Regions from separate parts of the Mus musculus genome. Here region 2 is linked to region 1. Evidence: chromatin contacts called from public promoter capture Hi-C data. All regions are on one chromosome and are shown on one strand. The core of a region is the stretch at or near the end of the contact, and the rest is flanking DNA. Distances in the headings are between cores, read along the strand shown. Region 1 holds the start of Fbh1 (F-box DNA helicase 1). Region 2 overlaps Mindy3 (MINDY lysine 48 deubiquitinase 3).

The links. Promoter capture Hi-C pulls out the DNA fragments that hold promoters and counts their contacts.
Region 2: a contact with region 1 is called in a promoter capture Hi-C map of neutrophils, with 2.9 times the contacts expected there. The contact joins the enhancer-like site here to the promoter of Fbh1 in region 1. A contact is called at or near these places in 13 of 39 promoter capture datasets (the 3T3-L1 cell line, the C10 cell line, the HPC-7 cell line and 7 more), 5 of 484 Hi-C or Micro-C datasets (the HPC-7 cell line, the N1E-115 cell line, cortical neurons and 2 more), 6 of 115 datasets of contacts at active chromatin or transcription factors (acute myeloid leukemia, astrocytes, bone marrow-derived macrophages and 3 more) and 2 of 9 other capture datasets (adipose tissue and liver).

The regions. Positions count from the first base shown.
Region 1 is chr2:11,775,362-11,779,724 of GRCm38.p6, forward strand. It overlaps Fbh1 (F-box DNA helicase 1), which reads right to left and starts at 2,224. Exons shown (of 21, transcript NM_015792.2): 1 at 2,071-2,224. The coding sequence starts at 2,071. Ankrd16 (ankyrin repeat domain 16) reads left to right here and starts at 2,392. Exons shown (of 7, transcript NM_177268.4): 1 at 2,392-3,541; 2 at 4,316-4,363. The coding sequence starts at 3,228.
Region 2 is chr2:12,380,189-12,384,520 of GRCm38.p6, forward strand. Mindy3 (MINDY lysine 48 deubiquitinase 3) reads right to left here. Exons shown (of 15, transcript NM_024185.4): 10 at 1,915-1,995. Among named protein-coding and RNA genes, the nearest start is that of Mindy3, 37 kb to the right of the region's middle. Within about 2 kb of position 2,658, at least 35 of the 459 cell types and tissues checked have an H3K27ac peak or open chromatin away from gene starts, as enhancers often do. A contact at or near this core is called in the HPC-7 cell line, acute myeloid leukemia, astrocytes and 3 more, where this site is marked.

The DNA of each region.
Region 1 (4,363 bases), core at 974-3,473:
CTACAACGGTCCTCTTACATACTGCTAAAGACACTGTCCTTTACTCATTGCATAGGCAATTCAGAGTAACGTGCTGTTTTTAAAAGCAAGGCCATTACACAGCCAAGGGTAGCTAGGCATGGAGATTGTCAGCAAAATAAGTCAGAAAGTCATGGTACCAGCTGGGCAAGAGTTGGAGAAGGCCGGAGAACAGAAGTTGGGTAGCAAGGACAGGTGAGTATCAACAAGGTGTGAAGACCAAGAGGAAAATGGAGGACAACTGACTCTGCTTGTGTAACATTAAGGGAGCTGATTTTAGCTATGTTAAAAAGCAAAGGAAGAAATGGCTGCTCTAATAATTTTTCATACACTGAAAGGCCTAAAGTTTCCATTTTAAAAATAATTTTCAGGGTTTCTTCTTGTGGTTTGGTTGTTGTTTTGATTGGTGGTTGGTCTGCTTTGTTTTGCTGAAGTAGGGTCTTAGGCCAACTAAATGCTAGGCTGATCAACTGTGTGCCATCATGTCCAGATTATTTTAAGAGGTTCTGTAGAACACCCAGTTAAAGCTCCCTCGAGTTCTATGAAACATCAAAAGTCTTCAAAGAGCATGCGAATAACTATTGACAATGTAAGAGCTGGCTTTGGTGATAATTTCTACAAGTTTTGTCAAAACCAGAACAGCAAAGAAAAAATCTAAATTTTTCTAAACTAAAGTCAGCCTGGGGGAACAGAGAAATATAAGATGGGCGTGTGTGTGTGTGTGTGTGTGTGTGTATGCGACAGTAACACATTTGAAATTAGAATTCAAATACTTTTATGTATTCATAAACCAGGAAACATGTTAAAGGACTGATCCCTTGATCCCTCAACGACATCTAAGTACCAAAGATCCATGAAACACAGCAAAAGTCAGATCGAATATCCCAATTCCATTGACAGTTAGTTACAAGGGAATTGAAGGCCTCCAAAGACCTTCACTGAAGAAATGGGCAGCTCAACCAGACAGAGAGAGAAGTACTAGCCCTACTCATAAACTTAAAGCATAAATACCCACCGCTCTCCAGAAAAATCACCAGGGCTATGGAGGCAGATTCACCAAAAATATCTAGTTTCCCAAAGGAAAACACAGAGCAAAGGAAATTCATAGAGCAGAGGAGAGGCAGAATCTAATTTAGAATACCAATTAAATAACCAATTTCATCTTTTTATAAACCAGGATTCTCGGTTTTGTTTAAAGGACCAGAAACTTAAGAGAGATAAGGCAAGACCACGTGAAATCATTTGTAAGGAAGGAGTAGGCAGCCCAGACTAGCCTCGAACCTCGAACTCAAGGTCCTCTTGCTTCAGTCTCCCAAACGTTGAGATTTAAAACCATGCAAAGTAGCAAAAAGTTTGAAACTATCAGATGCCTCAACTTTCCAATACGTGGCAAAAATCACTAACTTCATTTGGCCTTGACGTCCTTCCTCGTCTCTAAAACCTGAATGCTACCTATGGGCTGTTTATGGAATAGACAATGTCAGGCGCTTAGTGAACCAGAATGTACTGCCAAATGCAAAGAAATTGTTTTAAACCTGGCAGGAGCGACTTCCATTTTACTTCCCAAACGGAAACACCATTAGGTTAAATGTCTAGTTCCTCGAAAGGAAGCCAACAAAGCGGGCTCGGGTCTCAAAGAACCCTCCAAAAGCCCCCCAGGCCTTCTCGCGTCCCCTTAACCACCATCACCTGTTCAGGTGAGGGGGTGGGAGACTACCAAGGCGAACACCAACGTCAGGAGCTGCATACAATGACTCGCCCAAGGTCAAAAACATTACAGTGGAGACAAGCCAGGCTTGCCAGCGGCAGAGGATCTGTCTTCTCAGGTGCTGCCCCTTCCGGAGCCTCAGGGAGCGGCCAAGGGATGCGGGTCTGCAGAGAGCATCCGACCTCCTTCTGCAGGCCCACTCCTGACCACCGCGGGCGCGGCCAGCTCCTACGCCCACCCTCAGCTAGGGCCCCACCCCCGAGGCCAAGACCCCTGCGCGGGAGACCCCACAATAGGAAGTTTTCCCGGCTCGCACCCCACGCCAAGTCCACGGTCTCACGCACTATGGCGGCCCGGCCCAGGACCCCGGCGGCGACACCACCCAGGCGATGCCGCCGGACATTCAGCCTTTCCCCGACCAGCAAGCCCCTCCTTCGGCCCAGACAGCGAGCACAGACGACTGCAGACTTCCTCCGCGAGCTCCGCCTCTTCGCTGCCAAGACGCACCCTCCCACCGGAGACGACGGACAGGCCCGTGAACCAATCGAAGCACTCCGAACTGGAAGGGTCACGCGGACGGACAGACTCTGGAACCAATCCGTACGCGAAGCGGGAGGGGGCGTGGCTCAGTGTCTTGAGAGCCACGCCCCGTCTGTGCTTTCGCCACCGCGGAGGAGGCGAAGGAAACTTTCCCAGAGTTCCTTAGAGCTCCCTGGGTCCCCGCGGGGGCCCAGGAGACAGCAGCGGGCGGGGAGGGGGCTGGGGTCGGCTGCGGATTGGGTGAGGATCGGGCGGAGCACAAGGACACCGTTCCAGCTCTGAGAGGCCCCAGAAACCCTTGCTGTTGTGAGCCTGGTCAGCCGAAGGATGCGGCTGTCAGTCCGGCAGACATCCTCAGGCCAGGGGTGGGCCAGCTAGGTTCCAGGGTGGTGGGCAGCGTGCTCTCGACTGCCTGTGCAGCTACCACCGGAGCAGCCCAGCAAACATTCCCAGAAGCTGTCCGGTGGAGAGCAGACCACATCTGGGATGCGAGGCCAGAAGTCCCGCGTGCAGGACTTCGCGGTACACTGGCACCCTCCATTCTGATAGGTCTTCCGTTCCCAGTTCACTCGGGTGCAAGGGACAGCTCCAGGATGTCAGGTGCACACAGCCTTACCCCAAGCCCTGGGAGCCCGAGGCCCCACCCTGACGAGTACGCGTGTGTGATGCGCGGTAACCAGAATGACCTACGAGTGTGCATGTTGTCGCCTGAGGGGACACCATTCTACATTTGGAGACTGTGACTTCCAAACCAGGGCAAGAAGCATTAAAGACGCTAGCGGAGAGAATCTGGCTGGGGGCGGGCAGGGGGCGGTGCCGAGAGTCGGGGAAAAGGGTCACGTGGAGGAAGCGGAAGCGGAAGCGCCAGCCTTCTCTCACCTCCCAACCTATCATAGCACAGATCTGCTCTAAGACTGAACCTGGGTCTTCCTCCTACTTTTGTCCATCCTGGTCCAGGGCGATGGCTCTGCCTGGGGATCCGCGGCGCCTCTGCAGGCTGGTGCAAGAGGGCCGACTGCGTGACCTTCAGGAGGAACTGGCGGTAGCTAGAGGTTGCCGGGGGCCAGCCGGAGACACCCTTCTCCACTGTGCAGCACGCCACGGACGCCAGGATATCCTAGCGTACCTAGTGGAGGCTTGGAGTATGGACATCGAGGCTACCAACCGAGACTACAAGCGGCCTCTGCACGAAGCTGCCTCTATGGGCCACCGGGACTGCGTGCGCTACCTCCTGGGCCGAGGTGCAGTCGTGGACTCCTTGAAGAAGGCGGACTGGTAGGTGCCCAACCCACGGTCCAGAAAAGCTATATCGACACTCCCTGAAGAATCGCAGATTTTCATGTATTTTTCAGTGTGTTCGTTAGATTTATAACTTTTCTCAGCTTCTAATCTTCTCCCCGACCTCCCTTTCGTGTGGGTTTGGTTCTTTAGTTAGGGCAATCGTTTCCCGTCGAAAGAGTATGGAAATGTAATCAAGTGGAGTGAAACGGTTGAATTGTACTACTCGTGTGCCCAAGATGCGTTTTTCTGGAGACATCTTGCTAAAATTCCTGTTCACGATTACATAGTTTAATTTGCATGGCCACAGTGGATAAGTAGAGTTGATGAAATTCAGTTCGCCATGCACCGAATATTGAGTTCTTAGGCAGTTTTGTCACCTCTAGCCTTACAGAGCCACCAGCAGGGATGTTGGTGATACTCTCCCACCACTGAAAACAATTTCATTTCTTCCTAGATTGGCATCTTTTTTAGTTTCATGTCTAATTCCTAAGACCCTGTGAACTTCTTTAGGCTCATAACTTAATGAAATGCCCGCCTTCAAGTTATTTCAAGCTCTGTCAAAACATAGGGGCTGGAAAATATATCAGTTTCCCCTTGTTATTTCTCCACGGTCCTCAAAGAAGTCAGAGGCTGACAGTCTAAGGTGTTTTCCTGCCACGCCCCCCACCAGACTCCTCTAGGTTTTCCATCTGTACCAAAGACATAGGTAATGTGAAGGTTTGGCTTCTTCCAAGTGCCTCAGCTCCCTTCCATCTTGGTTGACCTTAGGACTCCTCTGATGATGGCGTGCACAAGGAAGAACCTTGATGTGATCCA
Region 2 (4,332 bases), core at 1,408-3,907, 610 kb after region 1:
CTAAGCTTTGTCAAGACTTATCACTCTTGGAAACTTCTGAGCATCAGCCATGGCCTCCTCCATTCAGATACATACTTCTGCAAGAGCAGGAACAATGTCTATGTTTGTTTAACACTGCATTCACAGCACCTGGCATAACTCCAGGCATAAACTATCCCGAGAAACCATCTGATAACCAAGCATAGGAATAAAGGAACACAGCTGCAGCCTCTGTACAGTGCATCAGGTCTCCAACCATTTGCAGACAAGAAACAATGCTTCCTTATAGGCTGCTGAAACCTGTGAGCACAGAACAAAGGGGCCTAACTCCATCCAGTAAAAACCAAGAACACGGCACACAGAGCAGTCTGTGGAAATGACCTTACAGGTCAATTTCATGTAATATGATAGTTTATTTCTAATAAAAGATGGGGGATTCAACTTATGTTTCTTTGAGGCCATAGGGCATATAGAGTGAATAAATTAATCACAAAGTAACAGACAAAAATCAAAACAAACTACAAAAAATAACAGCGAAAATATAGGTAAATGTGAATGCTCAAAATAAAGTATTTTGATATAGGAAAATTCTGAATGCTCAAAAGGTCAAACTAATAATGAATAGTTCCTTTTATAATTATAAGAACAGCAAAGCTTCTAGTATTTTCTATGTAATGAAGAGTATACAAAGACTTTATATTTTAAAATATTTTAAATTGAACTCAAATGAATGTTAATAGTTTCATTTACTATTTATGTAATTTTTCCATTGATGCAGGAAGATTCTTGTACAGTATCAGCCCTGGCTATATAATAAGAGCCCTTCCCCAAAATTTCAAGTGCCCCCTCCACAAATACACTTGTATAGTTTCATATCAGTTTTCCTAATGCTAAAGAATAGGGTTGGACATAAAGTAATTGTTTTAAAAATACACTATCCATGTAAATTTAAACTGATTATCTTTTCTAGAAATATATAGTGAAATATTTGTTCGGAATTATATGTTTCCTGCTTCTGAGTTTGATTTTATCCTCCCTAATTTGAAAGGGAAATGAACAACAACGCTCATGTATCATGGTGGCCTGTACTTTTATACAGTTTCCAGGTTAAGGAAAAGTAACATGTACCTTACTCTGTAGCTGTAAGCTGGACGCTGGCTAACACAATAAAAGCAGGAAGAAAATAAAATAAAAATGAGGTTACCAGTTCAGTGAAAGTGATAGAATTCTTAGAGACGGGACCTTACCCTGGGAAACGCGTACTCCCAGAGTCTCTTGGAGTAAGGAACCTCAAGGACACACTTTTACATTGCCCGCATCAGTCCACGCTCTGACACTTTGTTCTTAACAGCATCAGAGACATTGGAAAACTTTTCATAGAGTAATGAGCACTTGTCTTGTGCTAGACACCACTAAATATCTTAGATTTAAGGCTGACAGCACTTCTAAGACCTAGGTACTGTTAAAAAGCCCTACTGTAAACACAGAGGAAAAGAGCCCAAGAGATGTTGCAAAGAAACTAGGGTTTAAATGAAGGTGTTTGATGCCAAAGCTTTTACCACCCCACTGTGGAAAATATTACGTCTTGTTAAAAAGAAAGATTTAGAAACCATTTTATGTAAGAATCTAAAATAAAACTAAAATGGTTTCTTCCACATCTCAGCAACTTCTAAACAAAATCAAAAGCCAGAGCTCTTGAGTCAGCAGAGATAAAGACATGTAATGGAGTCAGGAAGGACTTCACTGAGGTGACTCCAACCCCAGAGCAAAGCAACAGTGTTTTCTGTAGTGTGAACTGATAAGATTTCTGGGAAACATTCCATTTATTACTGGCTGGATTTTCATCTGCACAAAGATCAAACTAAATATGGACTCACAATATTACTTGTTTGGCTAATATCATTGTGGAAAAAAAAAAGTCCCCTATAAGCATACCTTGGCAAAAAATACGGTGAGGTGAGTTTCGCTGCCAACAATCCAAATAGGGAATTTTGGAGATTTCAAGTAAGAACCAACCTAGAATAAATTCAGCAAAGTAAAACAAATAAATGAAAGATTTTATGCTGTCCCTTAAATATTTGTGCAGAAATATGTGAAACATAACAGGCGTTCATTAACACTTCTTACCACAGAGGTTAGATGGTAAGTGCAGACAGGACCTGTGTCTAAGCTTATACTGCATCTTTAAACCAGACACTGCAATGCAGATCTTACATACACATGTGTCACAGCTGGAAATGAGGACTTTAGATCAAGAAATCCTATATAAGATTGTGCCACAAAGCTTCTAAGCACTTCATTTGTGACTGAGAAAAAGTTTAATTTTGAGCACATAAGACAGATTTACACAGCCTATCATGTTTACACCAACTGACTCTACACTTCCATGAGGACACTTCCTTTGAAAACAATGAATCTTCGCAATCTCCTTTGCTTTTCCTCCTCAGACTGGGAAACTGTAAGAAATGACCTACAGCACTCAGGGCACATTATCCTTTTCTATTTAGCCAGCAGCCCCTATTTTAGCAGCACAACAGCCCTTGGGAATTTACTCTCACCATGAGGTGGAAAACAGGAACTCTTGTATTCATGGCAGAAAACTTAGTTCCCTTGCCCTATGAAAGCAGGGATGAGTCAGCTGCGCTAACATGCAACAGAATGCCCACCAAATAGGAAGGCTCCTTTGAGGGCAGTGGAGAGGAAATGAGTGAGGAAAGGGCAGCTGCTCAGTTAGTCGATGTGGCTGTGGAGCTGAGCAACAAGAGACCTCGCTTGAGAGAGTACAGAGAGGTGCATGGTGGCAGGCAGGGCCTGGCTGAACTTAAGCACCAACTGCAGAGCTAGAATCACAAACAGTTGCCCGGGCACCTAGACTGAGTCACAGACTGGACATTCTAGCTGCTGCTTAATTTCTCTTAGAAAAGGCAAGTGTGCTTCACTTAAGGTAGAGGTTTAAAAGGGGGGTGTAAAATGTTATAGTTGAAACCGCTGAACTAATGGTGCATTTGATCATAAAATCAGTCACCACAGTACACAACATTGTCCTTATTTTGGAAATCAAAGTGCTCTAATAGCTGAATAGAATTACCGTGTGGCCAGGCAATTTAATCCTGAGTACACCATAATGTAAAAACATATGGCTATAAAAATAATATGTGGACAAATGTTCACAGTAGCAGTATTTATAACAGCTAAAATTGGAAATTATCACTCTGAAGTCTTAAATATGAATCATGAAGATATTTCCATAATGAAGGGAGGTAGGTGTGGCCGTAAAGGGAAAAGGAGAGGCTGATGCATAGTTCTGAATTATGTTCAAAGGGTTAGATGGCTAAGTATTAAAAACACCCAAATTAAGTTCTTAGCAATCAGAACAATTGCTTCTGCAAATCATGTTAGACTAGGCTAATCTGTTCTTCTTCCTGAGACTACTAAGGTAAATAATTAATGATAAAGCCTCCTTATAAAGGCAGAGAGAGAGAGAGAGAGAGAGAGAGAGAGAGAGAATGAATAGAGAAGACTCTAGCTACTCTATTCTTCAGGACAAATTACATTTAAAGTTTTACAATAGGAACAGGATTTTGTTTTTTTTTTAATGTATAGTTTGAAACATCTATGAGTTAATGGGTGGAAACAGATTGATACACTATAAAACAAGAGTGGTCTCAACATAGAAAGAAAGAAATTACTAATACACAGGTGAAGGAACCCACAGAGCCAGAAAGTTGAACTGTGATTTCTGGTGTGAGGAAGAAGGAGTGGCTGCCCGGTTAGACCTACTCTTGGGGGAGTGGGGTGTGTGTATGTGAGGAAAACCTTCCAGAACTAGGTAAGGACGATGGTTGCACAGCTTTACAAATATAGCAACATCCACAGAACCATATACATCCAAAATGGTGATCTTTATGAGATATAAGTTATGCTTTCTTATTTTTAAACACACCGCTAAAAGCATCATTCTTTATTGGTGTGTGCATGTGTGTGTAGAAAGGTTATAAATAGGTATTGCTTCATTTATGTACCTAAATATATATGCTGAAAATAAATTAAATGATAGTGTCATTATTAGAAAGCAATCTGTTCCACTCTCAGAGAATGGAGAAATGTTTAGATTTATAACATTTATTCAAACATAATTCATTCCCTTTGTGCCATTCCCCTAATTATCTGGTGAAACGTAAGTAAATACGTGTTGGCTGAGAACTTGCATACTGCTGAGGTTACCTATAGCATTTTAGACACCGACTATTGGGTTTGATGTCCAGGTTATAAACTAGTCAGTCTCCTTTAAGGATAGCTGATAAAACTGATACCAATTCATTCTCTTCATGCTCCTCATACTCCAGATCAGTC